Linked DNA regions of Mus musculus: region 2 is linked to region 1. The links are chromatin contacts, called in public promoter capture Hi-C maps. All regions are on one chromosome and are shown on one strand. Each heading gives the region's core, a stretch centred on a gene start, on an enhancer-like site or on the middle of the called end of the contact. The rest is flanking DNA. Distances are from core to core; before and after follow the strand shown.

The links. Promoter capture Hi-C pulls out the DNA fragments that hold promoters and counts their contacts.
Region 2: a contact with region 1 is called in a promoter capture Hi-C map of pre-B cells, with 5 times the contacts expected there. The contact joins the promoter of Sec61a2 here to the promoter of Dclre1c in region 1. A contact is called at or near these places in 1 of 39 promoter capture datasets (pre-B cells) and 1 of 484 Hi-C or Micro-C datasets (muscle stem cells).

The regions. Positions count from the first base shown.
Region 1 is chr2:3,421,710-3,427,058 of GRCm38.p6, forward strand. It overlaps Dclre1c (DNA cross-link repair 1C), which reads left to right and starts at 2,422. Exons shown (of 14, transcript NM_146114.3): 1 at 2,422-2,617; 2 at 3,655-3,706. The coding sequence starts at 2,509. It also overlaps a transcript of Meig1 not described here.
Region 2 is chr2:5,892,718-5,898,066 of GRCm38.p6, forward strand. Sec61a2 (Sec61, alpha subunit 2 (S. cerevisiae)) reads right to left here and starts at 2,715. Exons shown (of 12, transcript NM_021305.4): 1 at 2,540-2,715; 2 at 437-504. The coding sequence starts at 2,546. Gm13267 (predicted gene 13267) reads left to right here and starts at 2,747. Exons shown (of 3, transcript NR_166420.1): 1 at 2,747-3,057. It overlaps Dhtkd1 (dehydrogenase E1 and transketolase domain containing 1), which reads right to left. Exons shown (of 17, transcript NM_001081131.2): 17 at 5,343-5,349.

The sequences.
Region 1 (5,349 bases), core at 1,172-3,671:
GGCATGGTAGTGCATGCTTTTGAGTCCAGTACTCGGGAGGCAGAGGCAGGCAGATCTCAGAGTCTGAGGTCAACCTGGTCTGCAGAGCAAGGCCCAGGATAGCCAGGGCTACATAGAGAAACCCTACCTCAAAAAAAAAAATCAAATTTACTTGGAAATAGAACAGAATTTTCAACAATTTCTGAAATGGTTGTAAATATCCATCTGCCATTTTGTTTGTTGTCTCATTTGTGCAAGGCCATAGTCTCTGCACAGATGATTATAAAATTAGTATCAATTGACTCTAAACAAAATGCTAAAGTTATTCTGCATCCTGAAGCACCAGATATTGTCAAGATTTAATTCTTTCTGTAAAAAGAAACAGACCTGCCCATCCATTAGTAGACTGATTTGGTTTTTAAATATATGTATACCAAAGACTTGTTTTCAAATAGATCTCTTTAGGACTTATTACCAGCAAACTTTTTATTTGCATGCCTGTTTTATATACTTATGTGTCCAGTGTTGTGTAAAACTTCTCAAAGGAAAGGGGTCTCGAACGGAAAAAGTTCAGTCATAAGAATATAAGCATGCATGTTGCTTACAGTGACAACTTGATTCTCACAACTGTTTCCTACTGTGTACGTCGTAACGAGAAAAGCAACGAACAAGTAAGTAAGAGTGAATTTTAGTTTGCCTTGCCTCTCAAGGAGCTCCAACTTCTGAGAAATTCTGTCGACGACCAGACTCAGTGCAGAATGTATTGTCCTGTAGAGACAACCCATCCACAGCAATTGTCCTCCGGTAGTCTAGGAAAGACCATCTTATACAAAACCAAGGCTTTACCGGTACTACTGTGTGGAATGTATAAGTTGGTGTGTATATCCAGAACACTTCCCTCTACTTCCCTGCTTCCTCCTTATGAATATCTGAATGTGAATAGAACCAGGTATTATGACTGCAAGAGTAACCAGATGTTCTCTGACCCTGGCATTCCGACCCCTCTGCTCAGAGCTTACTCCTGGCATCATCCCATGATCACTTCTGCCTCTGTGAAAATATTCTTGTCATATTCTTCATTTTTGTGGCTTTTCAAATGTGCTGAACTCGGATGGCACATCAGAGTTAGCCATGTAACCACTGTGGATCGAGAAACCTCATCTTAAAGGGAAAAAGAGAGTTTATTCTGGGGCCATTTTTAATAACCTTGGGGCTGGAACAGAGATTTGGGTCATCCTAAATTCCATGTTCCAACAAGGAAAGAGTTTCACAGTTTTATAGAAGAAAGTCTTAAGTCAGGTCATATTTAGTGTACATCGGAGAGCAAAGATGAGAAAGCTTTTCTATAGGCCCGAGATGCTATCTGATGACGTTCTTAATTTTTGGGTTAGGTGAAAATAGTGGTCTGCTAAACTAGGAGATTCCAAAAGGTTTTCATCTGTTACTCACAAGATGTTAATTCCAACAGAGATAAACAAGGGATGGCTATTCCCAAGGGCTAGAACTAGCTCAAGATACGATAATTCGCTTCTGGATCTGCAACATTCTAATCTCCCCACAGTACTAAAACCAGTCGCTCAGTTTTTGCAGACACTGCTTCTTTTCAGTTTTCCTGTTTACCTCCACAAGGCTTGCCAAAGTGTTCTGCATAGCAGGGTTTGGAGGTTCCAGTTGATCAACAGTGCTGAGTATCTGAGGAGAACTTGCTAGGAAGGAGAAAATAAATGCCACTGACAAAGTCTTTGGTGGATCTTAGTATGATTACTACACACTTTCCCACCCTGCCCCCCATCCTCTCCCTCTGTCTCTTTATATATCCTTCTGACTTCCTCAAAGTACAACTTAAATGATTACTGGAGGCCAGCAGATCAATGGAATCTTTACTCCCCCCACCCCTGCTCTAAGAATCTATGTCTGAATTGTAGCCTTCAAAATATAGTTAGCTTATATAATACAGAAGAGGGAGCAACTACCAATGGAATCTACTAACCAAGAGTCAGAGGCAATGACTCATCCAATCCTCGTGGTTACCCTATAAAATACAAATTGGGATAAGATTTTTAAAAAAGTGAAAAGAACTCGATCTTCACTAGATCTGAGGAAATGCAAGGCAATATGGTTAAGAAAAGGGAAGCTCTCTGGCCTCCATTCTCAGTTGTGTTTCGTTTCCTGCCTTGGTTCCTCCACAGATGCGGGCAGATCTGCATTGCGCAACAAACACTTCGGTGTCTTTTCTTGCTTTCTGGCAGGAACGTGACTTTCCATGACCAGCCAGTGCTACCCACAAACTACGCACAGCTGTTTCTCCGTGCCCAGCTGGTGCAGTTATTTAAACCAAGGGACTTGGGAGGCTGGATCAGGATTGGATGCCCATTGGCTCCGCCCCTACCTCAAGGGTCCTTTGATTGGATGTGGCTGAGCTCTGCCGGCCTATGGGTAGGCGGTGCGCAGGTTCCCGGAAGTGGCGCCCAGGGTCAGTGTGTGCTTCTGTTTCCGAGGTGGGCTTTGGGTCTAGTGTTCCCGGGTGCGATGAGCTCCTTCCAGGGACAGATGGCGGAGTATCCAACCATCTCCATTGACCGCTTCGACAGGGAGAACCTGAAAGCCCGTGCCTACTTCCTTTCGCACTGTCACAAGGGTGAGTGAGCTCCTCTCGTTACCTATTTCAGGGGCGCTATGGTCTGAAGAGGCAATGGCAGAGGTCGGCACCTGGTGAGGGGAGGACAGGCTGGGACTCCGCGAGGCACTGGGAAGCACTCCTAATGCCAGTTGGCGCTTAACCTCTGGCTTTATTGAGCTCCTGGTCTGTACCACCTCTGTAACCCCAGCTCCTAACCCCAGCTCCGGTTGCAATCAGACCTGGACGCTGTGGTAAGGCAGAGCTGTTAGAAGTGCTGGTTGCTGTCCCAGCGGAGGGTATGTTTGGTAAGGCTTAATTAATTAGCTCATGCCCAAACTTCCCTAATTCTCGTTTATCTCGAGTAAGGAAAACACGTTTCAGAACGTCTACACCCAAAGACATTAGGTAAGAGCGAAATGCCCCTCTCTCACACAGGCACGTGTTTCAGAAGTTCTACATCCCGGAGATATTTGGCAAGAGCCCAAGATCGATCTGTACATCTATCTCTGTCTCTCTGTCTCTCCTCCTCCCTCTCCCTCCCTCCCTCGCTCCCTTTAACCCCCCCCCCCCCACACACACACAAATGTTTCTCACACTATACTCTTGGGTGTGTGTGTGTGTGTGTGTGTGTGTGTACAACCAGTCGATAAGCTTGGCCAAGTGTCCCCCATTTTTCTTCTTTATTATTTACTTATTTTAGGTTGTGGGGCAGAGCTTCACGTATCCTAGGTGGAGTCATATCAGCCCACCCAGGTTCTCATACTCGCACTTGATCTTCCTGCGTATGTCCCCTGACCCAGGTGGGACTTGAATAGCTTTCATCAGCTCAGGGTCTAACCCTTTTTAGTGGTTCCTGTTCCCTACTCTGAAAGGTTCGTCATGTGCAGAAGAGCCAAAGGCCTGTGGGAATCTATTTGCTCAGAATGGTGAGCCTTAGGTAGTTTCTCACAGTAGGAAGCTTACAAAGACAACCCAGCTGTTGCAGGGAAGAGAAATCCTCTAAAAAACCAAATCAAACAAAACATGGTTATGATTTCTAATTCTTTTCCTTGTAGATCACATGAAAGGATTAAGGGCTCCTTCCTTGAAAAGAAGGCTGGAATGCAGGTAATTGGCTTTGTTACTTATTTGTATTTAAGTAGATATCTTAACTGAGAGATAACACCTAGGCAGAACAGGACATACACCCTAGCAGGGTAGCCTGTATAAACTTTATGAGCTTATATAAACATTATGTGGCTTCCACACAGATAAGAAGTTGAACACTACCATGTCCCAGACCCCTGTCTAGTCTTACCTGCTTCTTCTCCAAGAAGTATTTCCTATTTTGAGTTTTTGTCACAATGAGCTAACTTTGGATATTCTTGAATTTTAATATAAACAGGTGGCTTAATATGGTGGTCTAATCACAACATGGAGGAATCAGGAGGATTTGTGAGTTCAAGGCCAGCTTGAGTTACATAGTGAGAACTTGTCTTAAACAAATGAAAATAAATAAACAGGATCATATACTGGATAGATTAAGACATCTTCAATATTTTTCAAAGGTTTATTTATTTTTTTATTTTACATGTATGCTTGTTTACCTGTGTGTAGCTGTCCTATGAGTGCTAGGAATTAAACCTTGGCCTTCTGGAAGAGCAGCCATCTTAACTACTTGAGCTATTTCTCCAGCCCTGTCTAGCTCTTACTATTGTATTTCTGTGATCCGTCTGTGTTGCTAGCTGATGTACCTTTGTTTTTTTTGTTTGTTTGTTTGGTTTGGTTTGGTTTGGTTTGGTTTGGTTTTTTGAGACAGGGTTTCTCTGTATAGCCCTGGCTGTCCTGGAGCTCACTTTGTAGACCAGGCTGGCCTCGAACTCAGAAATCCACCTGCCTCTGCCTCCCGAGTGCTGAGATTAAAGGCGTGCACCACCACACCCGGCTGTACCTTTGTTTTTGTAAGAGTATGTTTATGTGTGTAAATGGTGGTTCTGCTAGCAAGAATGCTAGGCCGGAGAGGTGGCTCAGTGGTGAGCGATGGCTGCTGCGATGGGCCAGACATGATAGAGGTTGAGAATGTAGTAGTTCACTGTCGGACAGAGTTTTGAGTCAAGGGTCAGTCAAAGAGGGTCACTCCAGAGTGTAATCAGGCTCTGATACAACAGGGAGGAGCAGCCTTGATGAACAGAACGTCAAACAACCTCACCGGAAGCACGTTACGGATTACTACACAAAAGTTCCTCCAACCAAAGCCCCTAATCTAATGTAGATGTTTTGTGAAGGAGATCATCCTGCCCTTCGGCTTTTACCCTTAGGGTGCACTATTTGCAGTATTCAATAATGCAAGACACTCCAGGCATGCAAAGGATGGAAACTTCCTTCAGAATAATAACTATAGATAACAGAAAACAATCACTGTTTTCTACAGTGATTTCTTCTAGGTCAAAGTACTTCTAGGAAACAAGTCTTCATTCTGATGCCCACCCTGGGTATAGGAAAAAACAACTATTTCATTCTAATGTTTACCCTAGATAGAATGATCCTACGAGAATTCTACTGCTGTCTACTTGGAGCTGGTGTCCTCATTAGAACTGCTTGGTAACTTTTAAAATACCTGTTCTTATTACTTCTAATTTACAGATGAGGAAACAAAGAAGCCAGGCAGGTTAAATTAGTTGCCCAGTGTCACAGAAGCAGGGTGTGGCGAGACCAGGGTTTTAACCAGGTCTGAGCCTATGCATCCACTCTATTGCTGTGTGACACATTAC
Region 2 (5,349 bases), core at 1,465-3,964, 2.5 Mb after region 1:
AAAGAGAAAAGAATCAATTCCCAAAAGTTGCCTTCTGACTGTCACATGTATACCATAGCACAGTGCTGCACAGGCACAAACACATATATATATTAGAATAATAAATGTAATTTAAAAATTAAAAACAGGCCAGGCAATGGTGGTATACCCCTTTAATCCCAGCACTGGGGAGGCAGAGGCAGGTGGATCTCTGTGAGTTCAAGGCCAGCCTGGTCTACAGAGAGATCTCCAGAACAGCCAGGGCTGTTACACAGAGAAACCCTGTCTCGAAGACAACAAAACAAAACATAAAGCAGATTTATACTTGTTTGCAAGATAAGGAGGTAATGGTTTTTCCACTTACAGCCAGAAATTGTTGGGTTAAGTAAGTCAACCTTGGTGGTTTGGCAAAGTCAGTCACTCTGTTACCTGCTAGATTAACAAATAGTATACTTACTTTCCTTTCAGGCTTCTGAATTTCTGGTAGAACTGCACAGAAAGGTTTAATAACTTCTAAAAACTTGACTGTAAAAAAAAAATTTAGAGTTTAAAAATGTATCTCTGAATAATTCCAAAAACAATTTTTGTAACAGCAGTTTATCACATCCACCCAAATTAAACAATCATGATGTTCTCAAGTTCAAGTGAGTAGGTCTATAGAAGATCAAAGCTCCCAGATAGCTGTGGAGCACAGGGAAACAGCCCTGCACCGTGACTTCTTTGCTTCTTCAGGTTTAAACCCAACCCTTTTATATATGCACAACAGAAAATAATCAGATCATCACTGTATAAGATAAGCAGACATAGCTTATTACAGTACTTAGCTAATGTAGTAATTAACAAATGGTACAACAGCGGAGGGAACTTTCTGCAGGAATAGTATAGTAGGTTATGAGCTTAAACTGGAGTACTGACTCAAACAGCTTAAAGACTGCAACAAAAAAGCCAAAAAACAAAAAAGCTAGGATCACCTCCTACAGACAACCTTTTAACCTCCACATTCCCCGCTCCATTTCAGTTAGCTGCATTTCAAGGTTGTAATTCTCTAAGTAGCCATATCAAGGTACTTGCTTACACACAAGAATTGCTCAGAGAATGTCAACTACATTTCATTAAAAAGTACTCCTTTCCCAGGCTACTTCTGCAGTAAATGAAAGACAAACCAAGGTTTAGGGATAGACACTGCCTCCTACTCCGGCAGGACTCCAAAAAGGTAGAAGTAACTGATTTTGGTGATAATTTATAATTGTCATGTTTGTTATAGAAGTACATTTGGACTATTTAGAAAGTAAATCTAGGGCTGGTGAGATGGCTCAGCGGGTAAGAGCACCCGACTGCTCTTCCGAAGGTCAGGAGTTCAAATCCCAGCAACCACATGGTGGCTCACAACCATCCGTAACGAGATCTGACTCCCTCTTCTGGAGTGTCTGAAGACAGCTACAGTGTACTTACATATAATAAATAAATAAATCTTTAAAAAAAAAAAAAAAAAAAAAAAAGTAAATCTAAATTCTGAAAACATTTACCTGCAATTAAAAAAACAACAACTATGGGTCACAACACTGGGAAACTGTCTAGAATCGCCTCCCTTCCCCATCTCAGCCCAGGCTACTCTCCGAGATTTATTGCTAGTTTATGAATTACTGTACTGGCGTTCAGGATCAAAAAACGCTGTTGCGTGCCGCCATGTACTGCCTCTCCCCGTGTTGCACAATTCCATTTTTATTCACAATTCAAGGCCAAGGGTCTCTTATTTCCTTTCCAATTTTCCCCAAATGTCTACTGTTAGCCAATGGAGTGCATCGCAACGTTATCCCTTTATACACAAACATGTGAACTGCTAGGTAAAGTATCTGTGTGAAAATACATGAGGGTGAGTGATTGGGCAGGGCCCTGGAAGGATCTTATAATGCGAGGCCTCGTCCATACCTTGCGCACCAACTTACAGTTTTCAATGAACACTACAGAATGACTGGGAAGAATTAATCTAGGAAAATGCTGAGCTACTGATCACACGCCTTTCCTCCCCTAAAACGCATGCTACGAATCACATTTTTAAAAAAGGGAGACTTGGTGGGGGAGGTTATGGGGGACTTTTTGGGATAGCATTGGAAATGTAAATGAGGAAAATACCTAATAAAAAATATTTTTTTAAAAAAAGGGAGACTTATTCGTCGCAACACACCAAGGAAGCGTGATTCAAGAATAATAATTTAAAAATTAATGAGTTTCCTGAGATTCAGAAAAAGCCCAAGTGGTCCAAGCCGTGGAGTGTGCTAACTACCCCCCGCCCCCAGCCAATGGCCTCCCCGCGCCATCCTCGCTCCTCGCCTCCTAAGGGGAGCAAACCGGGACTTCTGAGTTCCCGTGACCCGCCGGGCAAGGCCTCGCTGACCCGAGGCGCCTTGGCGGGTCCCCAGCTCGCTCTGCCCGTGGCGACCCCAACGAGGCCTGCGCATCCCCCGCACCCAAGACCACCCCAAGGAGTAAGCGACTCCACTGCCCACAGCCCGAAAGGACCCGCGGCCTTCGAGGTTCGCGCTCCAGCCACCACACTCACTGCCCATGGCGGCGGCTCAGCACACCCGGCGGGCACCCGCGGCCTCGCAGCTGCCTCCGCTCCGTTCCTCACGACTCTGGCCTAGGCGGCGGAGGCTGGGGACACGCTCTGGCCGTCCCCGCACAAGCTCCGCCCACAGAGTCATGTGACATGCGCTCTAGGCTCCTCCCAGACCTAGCCTGGCCGTTGGCGGACGTCCACCGCGTTGCTATGGTCACCGTTGGCGCGGCGGCGGGGGCGGGACTGGATGGCAAGAGGCGGGGCGGCCTGCCGTGGTGGGCGGTTCTTAGTTGCTCTACTCCAGGACAAGGGTTTTCCTTTTCAAAGCTGTTTTCTAGATAAGGTTTCCTGGTCCAGGTACCCCAAGGCCTAGAGCTGAGCTACCTGAGCCAGACTTTTCTTTCCGCCCCATCTTAACTGTAACTTCTTAGACATTTGTGAAAACTGGTAATACACTGCAGACAATAGTACTTTCCAGTACTTCCCCATCTTCAAAATAGACATCAAGGCATCAAGAGGTATAAACTCTTTTATCTGTCTCTCTTTTTCAGAAAGAAACCTTTTTAGGCCGGGCGGTGGTGGCGCACGCCTTTAATCCCAGCACTCGGGAGGCAGAGGCAGGTGGATTTCTGAGTTCGAGGCCAGCCTGGTCTACAGAGTGAGTTCCAGGACAGCCAGGGATACACAGAGAAACCCTGTCTCGAACCCGCCCCCCCAAAAAAAACCCAGTAAAACTTCCAAGGTAATATAGGTAAATTAGAGAAGTTAATTTCAGACTATTTTTCCCAAATAGGAAATATATGGAAAACATAAGAAATTTGAGTAAAATGGTTCTTTCAAGGTGGTAATTTTTATTTTGCTAAGAATAATGTGATATATGGGGGGTGGGTATGGGGGACCTTTGGGATAGCATTGAAAATGTAAACAAGGAAAATACCTAATTAAAAAAAAAGAATAATGTGTCATTTTAAGCAAAATTCATTATTTTTAATATTTCAACTTACTAATTACATAACTGAAGCTCTAGTTCTCACTGAACATTAAACATGCATAATTATGGACAGCAGATAAGAAAAACTAACATTTTTAAGAGGAAAGAAAATACAGTAGTGTTTCATATGAAATAATTCAAATGTCCCTTTCTGCAACACAATTCAGAATGTGGCTGATATAAAGGTAGAAAGGCAGAAGACATTTTCATAGCTCTGTCAGGGAAAACTGTAACAAGAAATAATAAACTTGTGAGAGGCAGCATAGGAAGAAATTTAGAAAGAGCAAGACAAAAACATTTTTAAATATATTAAATTCCATCTTAGAGTTTTAATATCTTTTAATTTAAGAAACCAAAAGATAAGAGAATAAAGGTACATTATGGTTTTTTTAAACTTAAATATACACTATTATTCTTATTAAACTTGCCTTTGAAACTTTACAGATTTATATAAGTAGTAATGAAGTGACAAGATTCATAAGGCTCGGCAAAAGAAAGAAGGACTGAAGGATGCAGAAAGGAAAGGGAGGGAAAGGGTTAAAGAGATGGCACAATGATGGAGCCAGTAAGTACAAAGTACTGCAACTAATACCCAGCTGCAGACAGGAGGGGACATGTCGTAGAAAGAAAGAGGGCAAATACTAGAAAGATGCTAAATAACTGCAGCATTATTCTAAAATGCAAATAATAGTCTGGCATGGTGGTACACACCTTAAATCCCAGCACTCAGAAGGCAGAGACAGAGAGACCTCTGAGTTCAAGACCAGCCTGCTCTACACAGAGAGTTCTAGGCCAGCCAGAACTATCTCAAAAATCAAAATAAAAAAAGAAGTACATTATGAATCTATTACTATAGCCAGGACTGCCTACACATCAATGATGTAAAACATGGCGCATTGCTGGTAAAATTGGAAAGGCAATGGATGTATTCCAGCCCTTCCTATGTCCCCATAACCTTTTTAAAAAACTGTCGTAAAGTCAGAATGGTACACAGTAGATGCTCCTGAGAACCAACTCAAGGGACGTCACATAGCTACCATTTAGTTTGCGGCCAACACTAGATTCAACCTCTATGGAACCCCACGTACCTGGTTTGGGAATGTGGCTAAAACTTAATGAAATTTATAGCCCAAATATACATCATATTTGTACCTGCAGCTTTGAGAGACAAAAGTGATTAACCTGGCACTTAAATCCCTCTACCCAACACCAAAGTTAATTTAAAAATCAGAAAATATCATAGCAGCTGGGCAGTGGTAGCGCACGTCTTTAATCCCAGCACTCGGGAGGCAGAGGCAGGGGGATCTCTGAGTTCAAGGCCAGCCTGGTCTACAGAGTGAGTTCCAGGACAGCCAGCCAGGACTACATAGAGAAACCCTGTCTCGAAAAAAATCAAAAACAAACAAACAAAAAAGGAAATGTCATAGCAATATAATGGGGAAAGGGGAAATTAATAGAAAAAAAAAACCGAAGTCCACCTTAATACAGTTAATACCTCATAACTTAACATTTATTAGGGGCCAAGGCTGGAGCTCATTTGGTAGAGAGCTTGTCTACCATTCTTTTTTTGTTGTTGTTGTTTTTGGTTTTTCAAGACAGGGTTCCTCTATATAGCCCTGGCTATCCTGGAACTTACTCTGTAGACCAGGCTGGCCTCGAACTCAGAAATCCGCCTGCCTCTGCCTCCCGAGTGCTGGGATTAAAGGCTGTGCCACCGCCCGGCTGGTCGACCATTCTTGATGGATGCTCATTACCAGCGTTAACTGGGCATGGTCGCACAAGTCTGCAGTTCCAGCCCTCGGGAGGTAGAGGTAAGAAG